Linked DNA regions of Gossypium hirsutum: regions 2 and 3 are each linked to region 1. Evidence: chromatin contacts called from public Hi-C data. All regions are on one chromosome and are shown on one strand. The core of a region is the stretch at or near the end of the contact, and the rest is flanking DNA. Distances in the headings are between cores, read along the strand shown. Region 1 holds the start of LOC107933885. Region 2 holds the start of LOC107933912 (putative disease resistance protein At4g10780). Region 3 holds the start of LOC107933933 (disease resistance protein RPS5).

What was found. Hi-C and Micro-C count contacts between places; a contact is called where the count stands out from the background.
Region 2: a Hi-C map of leaf shows a contact between it and region 1, with 4 times the contacts expected there. The contact joins the promoter of LOC107933912 here to the promoter of LOC107933885 in region 1. A contact is called at or near these places in 7 of 34 Hi-C or Micro-C datasets (callus, hypocotyl and leaf).
Region 3: a Hi-C map of leaf shows a contact between it and region 1, with 1.5 times the contacts expected there. The contact joins the promoter of LOC107933933 here to the promoter of LOC107933885 in region 1. A contact is called at or near these places in 3 of 34 Hi-C or Micro-C datasets (callus and leaf).

Annotation. Positions count from the first base shown.
Region 1 is chrA01:4,205,805-4,208,811 of Gossypium_hirsutum_v2.1, reverse strand. It overlaps LOC107933885, which reads left to right and starts at 1,583. Exons shown (of 3, transcript XM_016866190.1): 1 at 1,583-1,616; 2 at 2,402-2,521; 3 at 2,609-3,007. The coding sequence starts at 1,583. The coding sequence ends at 2,751.
Region 2 is chrA01:4,426,443-4,429,449 of Gossypium_hirsutum_v2.1, reverse strand. It overlaps LOC107933912 (putative disease resistance protein At4g10780), which reads right to left and starts at 1,617. Exons shown (of 2, transcript XM_016866213.2): 1 at 1,390-1,617. The region is part of intron 2 of LOC107933914 (E3 ubiquitin-protein ligase RZF1); the gene reads right to left.
Region 3 is chrA01:4,353,620-4,356,626 of Gossypium_hirsutum_v2.1, reverse strand. It overlaps LOC107933933 (disease resistance protein RPS5), which reads right to left and starts at 1,572. Exons shown (of 3, transcript XM_016866256.2): 1 at 1,429-1,572; 2 at 1,274-1,341.

The DNA.
Region 1 (3,007 bases), core at 334-2,833:
ATAATACGAAAAAAAATCAAAATGTTAAGCTAATTCGATATCAATAGAAGTCTATATATAAAACGAAACTCTAGTATCAAGATGCTAAGTCAGACTTGTTAATTAATTCTCTTCCCTTATCTCGTTTTTGATCTTGAAGAAATTAAGTGATATATATATATATAGATATATATTAAACTTGATACTTATTCTGGCCAAAAAAAACTTGACATTTATTAGCATTGAGATATACTTTGAATAGTAAAAAGTGTATTATGAGAAATAACTTTCATTTAAACTTATTTTAATAAAAAATATAAAAATCTATAATATCAAAGTTGAAAAAACCTACAAATATGCATTCTTTTTACTTGTATGTTACCAAATTGAACATAAAAAAAACAAATTAAACCAAATTAATGTAGAGGAATTAAATCCCAAATTTTAACATAGTTTAAAAGTAAATATAGAATTAGACTTTTTAAAAAAAGAAAAGAGTGAATTACACTAGATGTTGCTAAATTAATATAGTCAAATTCTGAATTGATGTTTAAAATTTAAAACATTTTAATTAAGTTACAAAATTATCAGTATCCCTCTAATCATGTTTTTCCATCAGCAATTTTATTCATTTTTGGGTAAACTACAAAAATAGTCATCCAACTATGCATTTGGTTCTATTTTGGTCACCCACCTATTAATTTTTTCGATTCAATCACTCAACTTTTTAAAATCAAGTAATTTAGTCACTCCCCTGTTGAATTTTTAGAATTAGAACTAAAATGACAAATTTCATAAACATTGAGGATTAAATTTGTTAAATCTTTAGATTTAGGATCAAATTGATAGAATGTGCAAACATTGGAGGGCTAAATTTATTATTAGGTCAATAAAAAAGTTTTATACCACCTTTTCCTCACCCATCTAAGGACAACTAATGAAAGAGTAAGTAAAACATTTGATTTTGAAAATATGAGTCACTAAATCAAAAAAATTAATAGTTATGACCAAAATAGAACTAAAAACATAATTGATTGGACTATTTTTTAGAGTTTGCCCTTAATTTTTCTATTATATGTCTATTAATGACATGTCAAAATCAAAAATACCACACATCTCTCTTTTTCATTATAGATTCTGATCATATATGCTCTTTTTAACACAATACTTAGAACTACTAATAACCCCTCCCCAACCTATAAAAGACCAACCTATAAAAAAAGGATAATATGCTCCAGTGCACTCAAACTCATGTCATCTTATATTGGCAAGAAAACCCATGCCAATCATGCTAAAACTCAATTGAGCTCTTTATTCTTTTTTCATAATAAACATATAAAAAATAATTTTTATAAAATTAATAAATTAATATATAAATTATTAATTGTATTATGTGTTTTTTATATAAAAAGAAAGTTAAAAATATTTTTATAAAATTAATGCAAATAAATAATTTTTAATTAATTATATTAATTATAACATATAAACTATTATTTATAAATAAAAAAAAGAATAATGGAGTACTGAAAAAATAATAATAAAGTATAAAAATTGTGTACCAACTAGATGGTAACACATGTCCCCAATAGACATATAACAGACAATGGAATCGCTAACGTATGGACTTGATTGGAACAGTATGATAATTTGGACTCAATTAAAATATTTTAAAATATTGAGACTAATTTAAAATCTGACCCCATAGTGTGGGGACGTTTAGTGAAATTATTTCAAAAGAAAAAGTTCAACGGGCAGTCGAGGGACAGAAAGGGAAAAGGAGCTAAATAATCAGGTTATAAATATTAAAGGCCGATCTAGGGTTTTCCAGAATGCCTTTGAGAGAACAGAGCGAAGTTTATTATAAGCAGTGCCGCTCTTGTTCCGTTGCCGGCAGAAATCAAACCCTAAAATAATTCCTTTCGGTTTTTTTGCAAGTAAATTTTCTTACTCTTGCAAGGTTCTCAGAAAGGTAATTATACATTCCCTGAGATTTTCAGTTTTTTATGTTAATTAAGCGTGTGTTTTTCCTTTTGAAAAGACGATCTTTTTATCATTCTTGAAGAATTGGCCGTTCCAAATGAGTTCTTGCTTAGTAAAAAAATTGATGTGAGAATTCAATTTCACCCGGCCTAGAGTAAGTTTTTATGGGGCAGCCTCAAGAATTTTCATGTTTTGTGATAATTCTCATGTTTATGTTCAGGGAAACTGCCCTAAATTTCTTCTCATTCTCTGTTTTTATTTATTTGATTGATCTTGAATAGTTATTCGACTGAGGAGTTTGATTCTTTACTCTGTAAACAAATTCACTACTTTCTTCCTTGGAAATGAATTGATGTTTAGTGATTTACAAAGAAGCCAAACCTTGTTCCCCTCAATTTTTAAATTGGAAATTAGATCTTGAAGCAATGTTTTCTTTTCAAAGGAAGAGAATCAGTTGTGGTTCTCTCCATGGATTTGCAGGGCTTTCTGCTTCGTGCTCGAGTGCTGAAGCTTTATAGACAATCTCTACGGGCTGCTCGAAAGGCTCCTCATGATTCTAGAGGTGAAAATCTTATTGCTTGAAATGGATTGTGAGTTTTAAAAACCAAGTTTTAGTTTGCATTGCCTGAAAAGAAATGGGTTTATGCAGCTGAATTGAAACAGGTCATTAGACAAGAGATGGAGAGTAATCGAGATTGCAAGGATAGACAAAAGATTCGCTTCCTGATTAGTGAAGGAACCGAGAGACTAAAAGGTCTGACTGAGATGCTTGGTATGCAGGGACATTGCTAGTTCAATGGAAGCTGCCTGCTGCCTTGGTATCTTAAAACTCTGATTTTGTAGAATAGACTTCATTCTCCACAAGTTAACCAATTTCATAAATTTACTTCTTCCATGAATATAAAATTTTTAATCATATTTTATTGAGGTGGCAATGTGGTGCTTTTTTATTGGCTAGGGCAGGATCAATTTGGGTTATGGAGTGAAATTAAGTACCTAAAAGGACACAAATTGTTGTCAAGTATTGTGATCAAGGAATGATCCTATG
Region 2 (3,007 bases), core at 368-2,867, 220 kb before region 1:
TGTTTATAACATTTTTCAATTAATCCTAATTATAAAAATTTTAAAAATATTTTAAAAAGTTTTTAAACTAAAAAGGTAAATATAAATTATTAAAAATTAAAAATTTTAAAAAGTAGTTATAAATTTTTTTAGATTTTTGCACTCACAATGGCTTATTTTCTTTTTTTTTAAATAAAATATTAGGGGTACATGATGAGGATAACATGGTTTGAACCCATGCCAAATGGGTGTTTATTAACAAAAATTTTAACCACCTCTCTATACGAGTCAAGGCACAAGAACACTAAAGTTTGAAATTGGTATTATCTTTATTGCAAAGAGTAAGGTCATTGGAATTGATGTTGTCAACCTAACCATTTTTCTGGATTTATAAATTTATTAATTTTAAGCTTCTTTTTAGGTTTTAATTAGGTATTTAGGACTAATAGTATAGCAAAGAAAAAAGGGGACTAAATCAAAAGAGGTTGTATAAAAAAATAACTTTAATTATTATTAGTAGTTAGGTAAAATTATGTAAAATATGAAATACTAGAGTAATTAGATAAAAATGTATATGATATTTATTTTCTTACTATTTTTATTAGTAATTGTATTATCGACTACTTTCTTAGATTAACATATTACATATGATGATTGATTTTAGTTTCTCTTATTCGTTTAAAATTTCTTTTATAGTGCATGATGTAATTATGCTCTATTAGTCAAACACGTTTAGAAAATTACAATTCTTTATAATTACACGAGAGTGTAATTACTACTTAATAATTATATTTTCATCAAATTACTTTATGATGTCCAAATAGACCCTAATATTGAGAATTTTCATTTTGAATAAAATAAAAATTTAATAATTTACTAGAGACACCCTAAATCAAGTTATATCAAGTAGTTTAAAATAAATATATTATAAATGATTGCAGCCCTAAATTGAGATTCTTTATATAGAAAAAAAGTAGCATTTAATAATTTGATAATTTTCTTAACTTAATCTTTATATTTTTGTTCTTGTTATTTTCGAAATTTATAATTTTCTCAATTTTGATTTATATGATAACATGGCACATATTATTTTAAAAATTATTAAATATAGAGATTGTTGGGAACTCAAATCATGTATGTCAGAATTGAAATCCTTCCAAAACCCTAAACTCAAACAAAGAAGAAATCAGATTATTCTCAAATCTACACCCATAGTCTTTCATCTTTTAAAATAAAACAAAGTTTACCTGAAATATTACACTTAGATCAGGCAAACAAGAAAAGCGTTTGATTATACGAATTTGTTGTTGGGAGTAATATTCAAAACCTACTACACAGAAAAGCGATTCAAATCAGATATTAATTCAGAGTTAACAAATATACTTAGCTACTGAGGAAAATGTATGTTACCTTGGCGTTGCTTCACCGCGTCTGCTGTTTTTTTTTTTCCTTTAATATAAACTCTGGAACTGTTTGCCTAAATGATGAGAAATATACTGGTATTTCAGCAGCCAATGTTGAACAAGAAAAGGGACATCAGCTTGACTTGAGTTTGATTTGTTTAGATGATTGCAGGGCAATCTCGGAATTTTAAATTCCCCCATGATAAAATATTTTAGGCCATTAGGTTGGGCTCACATCTTCTAATTATTCGTTTGTTTGAATATGTTGAAATGTTTTGCGGACGCATTACAGAAAGTTTTAAATATTATATAAAAATAGATATTATAAGAATTTTTAATGAGGTTAATGTTAAAAGAAAATTATTGTCTCTTATTTTTTTCATCCAACTAGATGAAATTATTTTTTATATATCTTTATTAAGTGCTATTAAATTTTTGACAAGAAGGTGACATGATAATTAAAAATGAGTATAATAATAAATTGGTTTTAAATTTTTATATATTCTATCAATTTAATTATAATTTAGATAAACTATCAAAATAATTATTTTTATTTCTTATATTATATTTTAGTCGCTTATGTTTGAAATGTTACGTTTTAATTATTTACGTTATCATGTTGTAACATTTTATTCACTGGACAATAATTACCATTAATAATATAATGATAAGCTGACATGACACGTTAAATTTTAAATTAAACTATACAATTGATCCTTAACTTTTTATTTATTTTAAATATAAATAACTAAAATATAATTTGAAAAAAATAAATGTGACTATTTTAAAAATTTACCCTTATAATTTTTAAAAATTAAACCTCAAAATCTACTAATAATCTGAATTTAATACTTCAAATTTTCCATCCTCTCGCTTCTCCTTCTTTCTCCCTCGACCTTTATTTGCGCATAGCTGTCGACAACTTTGGTGGAAAAGTACGTACCAGCTGAACTCCACCGACCTTTGTCTGCCACCAGCTTATTAACCAATATTAATTAATACTAGGGGAGTTTTAAATAGGTTAGATATTAATACCAAAAACAAATTTCTTTTACAACCAAGGAAGTATTAGGGATTGAACAAAATACCCCAAGGCGGTGTTATCTAACCTGTCCTCTCATCCCTGATTTTGTTCCATTATTAGTTCATCATTATAGAGGCCTGCAACGTTGCTAACTCGTCTTCTTGTTGGCTTTCAAGGTGCTTTAAAAACATATCAATATCTTCTTTTATTAAATACCTTTCATATAGAATCCTACATGGGTGTTAAACCAAAATAATGTTTGATCACAAATTCTACACAACTGCTGGATCAAACCAACTTCACGAAATCAACCATTCGACGGTACTTTTAAATGCAGTTGTAAATATTGAATGTAACGGGCCAAATTTGCCATGGCCCATTCAACCCAAACAGAAACACCAAAATAATAAACAAAACTCAAGAGTAAAATTACAAAACCCAAATTACCAAATTTATCAGCAAACCCTAACCCAAATGCAAAATAGACCCGTTGGCCCAAAACCTAAACTAGGTTTTCAGTAAATCAGAAAACCTAGGTCCCTATGCATCGCTCCTCCATGTGCGTCGTACCCTTTTGACCAGCACACCTCTTTCTCTGCTC
Region 3 (3,007 bases), core at 323-2,822, 150 kb before region 1:
TTTTAATTTGTTTCGAAATATTTATTTTAATGTTTTTAGTATTTTTGATGTATTATATATATTTAAAAATTATGTAAAAATAATATAAATAAAAAATTTAATATGGGCGGGCAGAGTCGGGCCCGAGTTTTAGCAATTTTATCTCAGTTGAGCTTGGACAAATTTTTAAGCCCATATTTTAAGGTCGAGCCTGGACCTAGCAAATAGACCTAAATTTTTACATGGTCACGACTCATGATCACCTCTATTATCAAACACACCCTAAATTGAGTTATATCAAATAATTTTAAAAAAAAAGAGTTATAAATGATTGTAGCCTTGAATTGAGATTCTTTTTATATAGGATAAAGCAACATTTAATCTATGAATTTGTTAATTCTTAATTTAGTCTTTATACTTTTCTTCACGTTAGTCTTGAAACTTGACAATTTTTTCAACTTTGATTTATGTGATAACATGGCACTCCAATATTATGTCATGACATCACTAAAATTTTGTAATTTTTATAAAAAAAATTTAGGTAATAACGTAATACAATATTATAGTTTAATATCATTATAAGGGCTAAAATTGAAAAAAGTTGTCAAATTATCAAACTAACATGTCAAATGTTATCCACTTTTAAATATATTGGGTAAACCAATGTAGCAATAATCTTTAAATAGAGTGACTAAAGAGTAATTTATCTTAATTTTAGAGTGATTAATGTGAAAATATACCATTAATCTTTTATTACCATTTATTAGTAGAATGATCAATTTAATTAATTTTTATCTTAAGATAACTAAATTAACAATTTTTTTTTGAAATGATTTAAAATAAAAATGTGAGTACCTTGCCTATATAGTCTTTTTCTCTCACCCAATCAAGTAATACGTTTTTCTAATTATGATTTTTTTATGAAAGAAACTTTCATTATAAAAAAGTTACAAACAGTGGAGGACAGTTCTCAAAAGTTGTTCAAAAAAGGAAAATGCTAGACAAAAGTCTAAGGGGCCTGAAAACACAGACCGGAGAAAGCAGAGGAGGTTTAATTATTATAGATCTATATAATCTACTCTAGTTATTATATTATATTATATTATATTATATTGTTCAATGACTTTAAGATTTAAAAAAAAAAAAAAACTATTAAAGGTAAGATTGTTGCGAAACTGGGAAGCCAGATCTTTAAAATTCCTCCAAAACCCATAGCTTAAACAAAGAAGAAATCAGATTATTCTCAAACCCACACCCATCATCTTCCTTCTTTTAAAATGAAAGAAAAGCTTACCTGAAATATTACACTCAGATCAAGCAAACGATAAAAGCGTTTGATTATACGAATTTGTTGCGAGTAACCTACTACACAGAAAAGCGATTCAAAATAGATATTGATTCAGACTTAACAAATAAATATACTTAACTACTGTGGAAAATGTAAGTTACCTTGGCGTCACTGTGTCTCCTGTTTTTTTCTTTAATATCAACTCTGGAATGGTTTGCCTAAATGATGAAAAATATACCGGTATTTCAGCAAAAGAGATCAGCTTGACTTCAGTTGACTTGCTTAAATGATTGCAGGGCAGTCTCGGAATTTTACATTCCCACGTGATAAAACATTATATAGGCCGTTGGGTTCGGCCCACATCTTATAAATTATATAGGTAAACTACATTATTGCTTATTCTTTTTTTCATTTAATTAAATTAGATTTTTTCTTTTTTTGGATATATTTTTGTCAAGTGCCATGAAATTTCTGATGAGAAGGTCGCGTGACAAATAAAAAATTAATATAATATATAAAAGTTGGGTTAAATTTGTTGTTATATTAATTTTTTAACTGTCAAGTCATTTTCTCGTCAAATATTTAACGACACTAAATGGAAATGAAAAAAAAAACAATTTCAATTAGTTGTATGTCCAAATTTAAAAAAAAATAGTTGAGTGACTAAAAAGAAAAAGTACAATAGTTAGATGATCAAATTAAAAAAATGGTAGTTGAATGACCAAAAGTGATCTGTGATGTAGTTTACCCTATTATATTAATAGACAAGTCAAAGTTAATTTTGGATAATTTTTGTGTTATGCTCAAATTTAAAAATTAATCCATCTACTTTTTAATGTAACATAATTTGGTCATCTATTTTTATAATATCATAGCTAATTCAAATAGCTTATTAATTGAAGTAGATTTTTTCTTAAAACACACTTCCAACTCATCATGTGTGATGCAATGTTTTTAAGAAACAACCAAATTAGCATTTAGTTGAAATAATTATTTGATATTAATTATTTAGACTAACAAATGATATTATGAAAGTAGAGGATATGTCAAATTAAAATTTAAAAGACTAGATCTCAAATTTAAAGATGATAAATTTGACTAAACCATGATTCAAGAATAATTAAAGGGACTAAAGAATAAATTTTACCATTGTTCTTTAAGTGGGACGGTTAGTGATATATATTATATAGAAATTTAATTTATAAATTATATTATAATATGTTACTTAATTATTAAGTATATATATTATATAATTATAATAAAACAAAAATGTATTAAATGAATGAATAAAAAAAAGAAGAAAATTAGAAAGAAAAAGAAAGAAAGAAAAAGTGAGAAGAAAAGAAGCAGATGCAAGAAAAGAAGCAGATGCACGGCCTTAGGGGCTTCAAAATTTTAAAGTTCAATTGGTTAGTCAATTTAGTCTATTTTCTAGTAATTTTTATGTTTTTGGAATCTTGATATTAAGTATTACTCGACCCATGTCGAAATTTTAGCAATTATTAAGTTTTTAAGTGTTGTTGATGTTGAATAATTTAGTATTAGGGATTAAATTGATAGATTTTTAAGCTAAAAATGAAAAAGGATTAAATTATAGAATAAATTGTAAATTTTGAGGAATAGGGACTAAATGGTAAAAAAATTGAAATTTATGGATTTAAGTTAAAATAGGGAATTAAATTTAGTTTAAAGTGAAATTTTTGTAAAAATATAAGATTAACTGTGAAGAATAAAAATTAG